Regions from separate parts of the Gossypium hirsutum genome. Here all the other regions are linked to region 3. Evidence: chromatin contacts called from public Hi-C data. All regions are on one chromosome and are shown on one strand. The core of a region is the stretch at or near the end of the contact, and the rest is flanking DNA. Distances in the headings are between cores, read along the strand shown. Region 1 holds the start of LOC107916550 (beta-glucuronosyltransferase GlcAT14A). Region 2 holds the start of LOC107916557 (sphingosine-1-phosphate lyase). Region 3 holds the start of LOC107916799 (squamosa promoter-binding-like protein 13A).

Evidence for each region. A called contact is a pair of places that touch in the nucleus more often than the background predicts.
Region 1: a contact with region 3 is called in a Hi-C map of leaf, with 2.2 times the contacts expected there. The contact joins the promoter of LOC107916550 here to the promoter of LOC107916799 in region 3. A contact is called at or near these places in 3 of 34 Hi-C or Micro-C datasets (all in leaf).
Region 2: a contact with region 3 is called in a Hi-C map of leaf, with 3 times the contacts expected there. The contact joins the promoter of LOC107916557 here to the promoter of LOC107916799 in region 3. A contact is called at or near these places in 19 of 34 Hi-C or Micro-C datasets (anther, callus, fibers and 4 more).

Annotation. Positions count from the first base shown.
Region 1 is chrA01:93,246,399-93,249,213 of Gossypium_hirsutum_v2.1, reverse strand. It overlaps LOC107916550 (beta-glucuronosyltransferase GlcAT14A), which reads left to right and starts at 1,276. Exons shown (of 5, transcript XM_016845824.2): 1 at 1,276-1,903; 2 at 2,414-2,805. The coding sequence starts at 1,785.
Region 2 is chrA01:93,338,063-93,340,762 of Gossypium_hirsutum_v2.1, reverse strand. LOC107916557 (sphingosine-1-phosphate lyase) reads left to right here and starts at 1,375. Exons shown (of 15, transcript XM_016845829.1): 1 at 1,375-1,728; 2 at 1,850-1,895. The coding sequence starts at 1,520.
Region 3 is chrA01:93,609,134-93,611,990 of Gossypium_hirsutum_v2.1, reverse strand. It overlaps LOC107916799 (squamosa promoter-binding-like protein 13A), which reads right to left and starts at 1,601. Exons shown (of 4, transcript XM_016846173.2): 1 at 1,138-1,601; 2 at 1-99.

The DNA.
Region 1 (2,815 bases), core at 27-2,526, 360 kb after region 3:
GATCTTTGTGTTGTTGTATCCTAGGAGACTTTCAACCAACGTTTCTCCAAGTACTGTAGGAGCGGCCGAATCTGTCTTAAGGAAACTGTGTTTCACAGGCCTCAATGTTTAGTAAAATCTCTTTTCTTCCTTTTATTTCAATTTTGTTACTATTTTGATTGTTTTTCGTATTTGACAAATTAAATATAAATAATTTTATTTGATTTTATTTTATATGTGTTTATTTATATTTAATTATTTTGTTAGCTAACGTGTTTTGTCCAACAAAACAAACTCCCAAAAGTCAAAACTACTCAAAACAGTGTAGTGACATGGATCTGAGACACTTTTTGTGGCACAAGTCCCAAATTGTGCCGATACAAGTCCTTAAAACTATATCAAATTGCTCTTTGTTTGACTTGTGATACCATTGAAGCGAAAAGTCCAATGTCTTTTTCCAGATCGATACCTTTGTCGATTTTGGTCTGATTGATTTAACCAATTGATCCGATGCAATTTAAGCTTTTATGATTTTTTAAAATAAATTTTATAAGCTTATATCAATTTTAATATTTTTTATAATTTTTAAGAATTCTAATACATTTTTATAATATATTATTATTTTAAATATGTTTTATTAACTTTATAATTTTTTATAATTATTAGGATTTATTAAGAAATTTATAACTTTTTTTATAATATTTATAAGTTAATTTTATAATTTTTATAAGTTTATATAATTTTAATAATTTTTCTTAATATTTTAAAATTTTATTTTTTTAATATTTTCTATGGGTAAAATATTAGATTAATAAGAAATTGTCACGTATTATTATTTAATTGATTCATTAATTTATTTTAAGTAGTTCATGAAGAAAACTATTAGTGAATGAGCTTAATTAATTATTTTAATTAATCACATAGATTTAATTAAGTGCAAATTTAATACAATAATTTAATTCAATTTTTTTTGTATTTTCTTAAAGGGCTTCTTTTGTTGTCATGTAAGCCTAATAATAACAAATAAATAAAATAAAAAATCAAATAAAATTTAAAAAGACTTCATAAAGATGTAAGAAAGCAGAGGGGTTAAAGGAGCAATTAATTTGCTCAAAATTTCTGAAATAAGGACTAAAATAAAAGGTAATGGAAACTAACAGGGACTCATATTGGAAATAGACCTTGCGACAACCCCTCACTGCAACATATGGATACGCGGAGGGACTTTCACGAAAATTCCCATTAACTCAAAAAAAAAAAAAAACTGAAAACTAACTCTTTTTTTTTCATCCCAGAAAAGCGTTTTAACTCCTTTGTTTTTGCTGCCAGTTCTCTGCTCCTCTGTCTGTTTAGTTTCCGGCAACGCTGGCCGCCGGAGAACCCAACGGTTCTCCAGTCTCCGACGGTGGGCATGGTGGCCGAACAAGAATGTTTGATTTTTCTTTTTTTAAAACATTTTCTTCATATTATTTTTTCTGTTTCCTCTGTTTCTGTTTGCTGTCTATCTCCGGCGAGGCTCCGCCGCCGGAGACCCAAAAGTCTCCTGTTACAGGCAGCGGGCCATCGTGGCCGGTAAATAAAACCCTCCTTTTTTTAAAAAAAAAGTTCACATTTCCTTTTCTCTACATTTAAAAGAAAACGAAAGAACACAAGTTTTTACTCTTTTAAGAGCTTTTGCTTTCGGAAAATGGAAGGATTTCTCCTTTCTCTGTTTTTGGCTTCTCGATTCGGTGGAATAGCTTAACCATAATTGAAGGTGGAGAATCTGATGGTGCCAACACATACAAAGATAGTCAAGTCTGCAAATGCTCACTGTGCAAGAATTCCAGAGGTGGTTCCACATCACATTCACGATCGACTGTTTTAGGGAACACATTCTGTTTCCGACTCCTCTTCCCTCCGGCCTCCACACAGTAGAACTAAGGTTATTATTTTTTATTTTAACGGTTTTTCCGATTCCAGGCTCATGCTGGCTTTATATTTTCCGGTTCAATGTATATAATTGAACCGTCGGTCCAACCGGTTTCAACAGTTACTACTTTTAGATACAAGAAAACAACAAAATGCTTTAATAATTTTTATTGACATCAGAGAGAGAGAGAGAATTCGAGAGGGAAAAAAGAGGGAGAAACTTTACTGTCTGACCTAAATTTTATTATAATCGACTATGGTGTTAAGTCTTCTGAAATCAAAGATCCCCAAATACCCATTTCCTGAAACATTTCAAAATCCATATTCGATTCGGGTTTCCTCCTTTGATCATCAATAAATCCATATGCTGAAGAAACTTCAATCATTAAATCAAAAGCTACAGTTTTTGAGGAGCTTAAAACACTAGGGTTATGGGAGCTGAAAAGAAATGGCTTTTCACTCTCTTTTTGACAACAATTTTCTCCATTCTCCTCCTCTTACTTTACTCGATCTCTGTTTTCAGCTCCCCTAGACTTTTCCCTTCTCAAGTCCAACATGGTCTTCATTCTCCACCAGCTTTTGCTTACTATTTATTTGGTGGAAAAGGTGATAAGGATCGGATCTTTAGGCTACTACTTGCTGTCTATCATCCCAGGAATCGATATTTGCTGCAACTTGGTGCTGACGCTTCCGATGAGGAAAGGTATAGGTTGGTTTTGGCTTTGAAATCTGTGCCTGCTATTAGGAGCTTTGAAAATGTGGATGTTATAGGGAAGCCTGATAGGTTTTCTTCTATGGGTTCTACACATATTGCTGCCACGTTGCATGCTGCTGCTATGTTGATGAAGCTTGATCGTGGCTGGGATTGGTTTATTGCTTTGAGTGCTTTGGACTATCCCTTGGTTACTCAAGATGGTAAGCAGTT
Region 2 (2,700 bases), core at 126-2,625, 270 kb after region 3:
CCATCAAATAGATATTATTTGTTCATGACATAATGGCAATTAAGCCATTTTCTCAAAAAATGATAAAATTACACTTTAGTCCCTATATTTTCACCACTTCTCAATCTAGTCCATATATATATATAATTTTTCTACTCCACCTGTCAATTCATATCCATGTCACATTCATAAAAAACTATTTATTAAAAATTTTATCATTTTTCTAAAATACTAAATTTGTACTTTTAGTCCATCTTTCACAAATTTCCAATTTAATCTTTATTGAAAATTTACTATTTATGCTTTCCTTTCTAATGTCAAATTTGGACTTTACTATCATTATTGGGAAATTTTGTTATTTATTTTTTTTCAACACTACTATTAGTGCCCTTTGAGATTTTTGGGATGTTACATATATGATATGTGGTAAAATTAGAAGTGGAGAATACAAGAATTACTGGAAGAAAATGCAAATCTGGGTTTTCTTAGAAATGGGTTTTTGTTGAAGGATCAAGAAGGGTTGTAAAAGAAATTTAATAAAAAATAATTAAGAAATACATTATATTAATAATATATATTTTCGTTTTAACAAAAAAATAGTTTATGAAAATATAGATCAAGCCACGTGGCTTTATTTGATTGGCCGCCAGATTTTTTTTATTTCTGTTAAAAGTTGGACCAAAAACCATAACAAATCAATACTTTAGGTATCAAATTGGGTAAAAAAAAAGTTTAAAGTACCAAAGTGGATAATAAGTATACTTCAAGGACGAAATTGTAAATTATATCTTATAAATATTAGAGTTTGAGCATATCATCAATCCCACCTGACCTTTCCTTCAAAATAAAAAGGGGTAAATTTCACCATTAGTTCCTAAGTTGTAGGTAAGTTATCGTTTTGGTCACTTAACTATTCGAAATATATGCTATATGACTTTCTCTGTTTACACTGTCTACACCAATCAGAAGCTCTATTTCCCCTTCTTTTCTACAGTTCGATGTTATCACGTTTAAAATCATAGTATGTATAAGTCGAACTTCTAAAATAATATATTTGATATTATCTCATTTTTATTTCTATATTTGAATGAAATTTAAACTCTTGAAATACAACTTATTAAAAAATATTTATGTAAATGTCATGGGGATTATTGGATAATATTTCACACTCAAGTGAGAATAAGTAAATGATATTTTTTAGGTAGAATAACATTCCAAGTTCAATAATTTGTGAAATAAATAAATAATAATAGATGATGAAATGCAATTCTGAAAACATGCTCATACATTGCTGGTTAAAACATTTTGATTAGAATAATTCATGAAATAAATTAAAGAAAAATAATGATTGCAATTATTAGAGGAATAATTTAGTTTTGTAGGAGGAACCAGGAAAGTCGAAGGAAAAGTGAGGCAACGTCACGCATTCCACCCCCGCCAAAACACAAGGGACGTGCCTTGCACGCGATTACCAACCCCAACATTATAAACCCTTTCACATTTCCTCTCTTCTTCCTAAATTTTTCAGGAGGAAACAAAGATGGATTATTCTTCTTCTTGGTTGAATTCATTCTTAGTTCGCTTCAGACTTTCTGCCAATCTCTTCCTTTCACAATTCGAACCTTTGGCTCTGCTTCTCGCCCCTCTGCTCACTCTATTTATTGCCCGTCTACTTCACTCGCTCCTTTCCGTTATTCACGAGAAAGGCCTCAAAGCTACGGTCTTAGCCTTATTCATGCGTTCCATCAAGTAATCTATTAAAATTTATATGTTTTATTTTATTTAAGTTTCAGAGCGGAAATATTCATTTTCATTGACTAATCAATTTGTTCTCCATTTTGCAAAAAAACACCTTTTTTACAAAAAAAAGGTTGGTTCCTGGTGTTCAGAGTTATATTGATGCAGAGAAACAAAAGGTCAGATTATATATATTCTTATAATTTAAGGCATATTTATTGATTTTTTTAAAAATGATTTATACACTCAGTTTTATTCGTGCTGCGGATTAATGCTTAGTTTTGATTCTTTGCTAACAATAGGAATTTATTTTTCTTTTTGTTTGGGCAATGAATGAAAGAATATATTGTAACTGGATCAGGAATAACTGGAAGCATTTAATACGCGTCCGCTGAGTTGCATTCAAAGCATTTGTTAGTGTAGTAGTATTATGATGCTATAAAAATTCCAACGCTGGCCGCTACTATTGTTTGTGGATATCTGAAAACACATTAATGGCTTGCATTTTATAGTATGGTACGGTTCCTTGGATTTGTTTGATTTCTTTTATTTGGCATCATAGAGGGCCTTACTCTATATCAGTGAATGATTAGTTCATTTCTTGTATTACAGTTATAGTCGCCGGCGCTATTTAGAATTTTCTCTCTGATTGATATAATTTTTTTTACATACTTTTTGTGCATTTAATAAGGGAACTCATAAATAGAATTTTAAAAAAAAGGGCTTGCAGTTTGGGTTGTGAGACTGTAGTGTAGCACTCTTTTGCTTTTTTGGTGTTTGTCTAGATGGAAATGTACTGTGTATTTGTTTAAACTATGCATGAGTGCTACTGTGTATTTGTTTAAACTAAGCACGAGTGCTGCTTTCATTAAACTGTAAGAGCAAAAGAGAGATAAATAATGTTGGAATATTGGTGTAGAATAGCCAAAGCCTGAATGACACCATCAGGGATGTTGTTTATTGATTATATAGTGAATTCAGTGG
Region 3 (2,857 bases), core at 352-2,851:
TTCAAAATAACTCAAATCGTAAATGCCAAGCCAAGCTCGATTCACCTATAGAGCTTCTGGACTTTAACCGCTCAATATTGATGCAACATCGCCCATCACCTTTCTCCACATGAACAAAATCAGAATCAGACCAACAATTCCAGAAGTAGAATATTTGCTTGCTAATACATAAAAATATCAAATGAAGGGTAGTTCACAATTAATTACATTTAGCTATGATAAGTTTAATTGTAGAAATGAATTGTATATATCTTAATGAAATTCACCAATACTCGATACATTTTAATGTTCCTTAAACAAAATTTCACATTGAACTTACTTTAGGAAAGAGTTCGCCCTGGTTTGACTTTTAAATTTGTCGTACGATGTGGCTTTTGGAAAATATATATGAGACCTAATGAAGCTTTCTCTACTCCTCCTAGCATCCAAGAAGTAACATGTGAAAGAGAAGAAGAATGATGAAGGAAAATAATAATAAATAATAGCAATATACCCTAAAACGAAATAATAATACAACTTTTATGGTAATCGAATGCTCGATACATATGTCACTGTCACATCATTAGAGTCAGCCCAACCACAAAAAAATGGAAGATATTTAAGGATGAAAAGGCCAATATTACCACAAAATTAGTTTTTTTTTTCTTCAGATGAAAATAATCCGAATTGGAGATTTAAAAAAAACTACATTAATCATTGGAAATGTTAATGAAGGATGATGGAAGCTAGAACTTGTGCTCATGTAGTAGAAATATATATAAAATTGTTGTTCAAATAGGGTGTTTCCTAAAGTAGAGACATTTTCTTTTTCTTTGGAGTTTGAGCACAAGTTGGCACCACCACTTTCATTGACTGAAAAAGGGAAGACTTCATATGGGTCTTTGTTTCTTTTTTTAACCCGTGACATAATTATATCAGTACAACGTGTAGAGGTTCTAACAGAAGAACCCTACCATTTTTACAGAGATTTGTATTGGAAGACCTTTGTATTGTTTGATGGTATATTTTATCACTGAATTATCTAAATTTCATTTCATTTGAAATTATACCATAACAATTAGTAAATAGAAGGAAGTGACTTGAAATCTATACTAAAAATTAAAGGGACAGTTAAAGAAAAAGAAGCTAAAAGGATACCTTAGAGAGAATCCCAGAAATCTAGCAGAGGAGGGGAAGAATCTTATCTTGGGAAGTTGTGGACTGGGAGTTTGAGTGAAAAGGAGAGGGAGAAAAGGGGGGAACTGTGGAGTGGAGGAAGTAGTGTTAAACAAGTTGCAAAAGAAGAGAGGAGTTTGGATGGGTAGCCATTAAAAAAAAAAAGGTTGGATGAAAAAGAAAAAAGAGTTAGAAAGCAAAGAGAAAGGGGGTGGGATTGAGGGATTGCATGAAAATGGAAGTAAAACAAAGAGAAATGGATAATGGTATTCAAGTGATGGAGAGAAAGAAGGAGAGATAAAGCATGAAAAAGGCAAGAACCGGGGGGGGGGGGGCAGGGGGTTGATCTTTCTTTCCAACTCTCTTTCAGTCTTCACTTCCTTTTTTAGGTTTAGAGCCTTGAAGCAAGTATTTATTGTAATAAAAATATTCAGATTTAGAAAACTAGTGGAGTGGGCAGGAAAAAGGACCAAGGTTGTAGCCAATGCTTTAAATCTTGTGGACTTTTCAAAACAAATTTCACTCTTCATTCTTTCCTTCATGTTTCTTTGTTTCATCCTTCCTTCTTGTCTATTTACTCTTTACCTTCCTTTCATTTCTTTTTCCTTACAAGTGTCTCAATTCCTTTATTCTTATTATTAAATTTATTTGATAATGAGATTTTAAACATTTCTTCTAATAAAAATCATTAATAAATTAAGTATTAAAAAAATAAAGATATTATTCATAAAAATTTAGGCTCCGTTTGTTTTACTGAAAAAGACTTGTAGAAAATGATTTACTTTTTTAGAAAAATTAATATTTTTTGGTATTTGGATGAATCTATGTAAAATATTTTCTGTTATTTTGTAGATTTCTTTAAAATATTTCATAAAAGTTGTTTTTAATTAAACAAATATATATTTGAGATTTTCTTCTTCTTTTTTTTGCATTGTTTAATTGAATTTATTTTTATCTATACTTTTATTTTTTACATTGTTTTTGCATATATTAAAAATATTATGTTAAATTCAGATTCATTACAACTTTATTTTTTTACTTAAATGACTACTAAGTAAGTATTTTTTATTTAAAAATGTGACATCAACAAAATTGACAAAAAAAATTAACGATGTCAACAATTGGACTTGATTTTTAAATTTGAAAAGTAAAGGGACTAAATTCTTGAAAATAAAAGTACAAATACTAAATTATAAGTCCGTGAAATGTACATAGGCTTATGACATATTTTAACTTTTATACTATAAAATATTTATTATTAATATATTTACAATTGTAATAAATATTTATTAGTAAAATATTAATATTGAATATTTTCAATAATATGTGAATAGTATTATTTAAAATTATTATTTTATCTTGAAACTTTATTTTCATTTCTTTTTTTCATTAACTTTCTTTTAAATATAATATTTTATAACCCTTGATACAAAATTGGTTAAAGAAAATGGGAAAACCTTTAAAAAGAACACTTTAGATTTACTCTTATTGTTAACAATATAATATTTCCCTCAAGGTACATAGACATAGTGCTCAAAGTTGGTCTTTGAAATTGGAAATTAAATCTAGAGTTAAAAAATATAGCTTTGAAAATTTCAATTGTTCAATGAATAATTATATAAGAAAAATTATGAACATTTAATTTTTCATAAGAAAAAAATGTGAAAGAAATTAATTGAACTTTTTTTTGTTACATTGATAA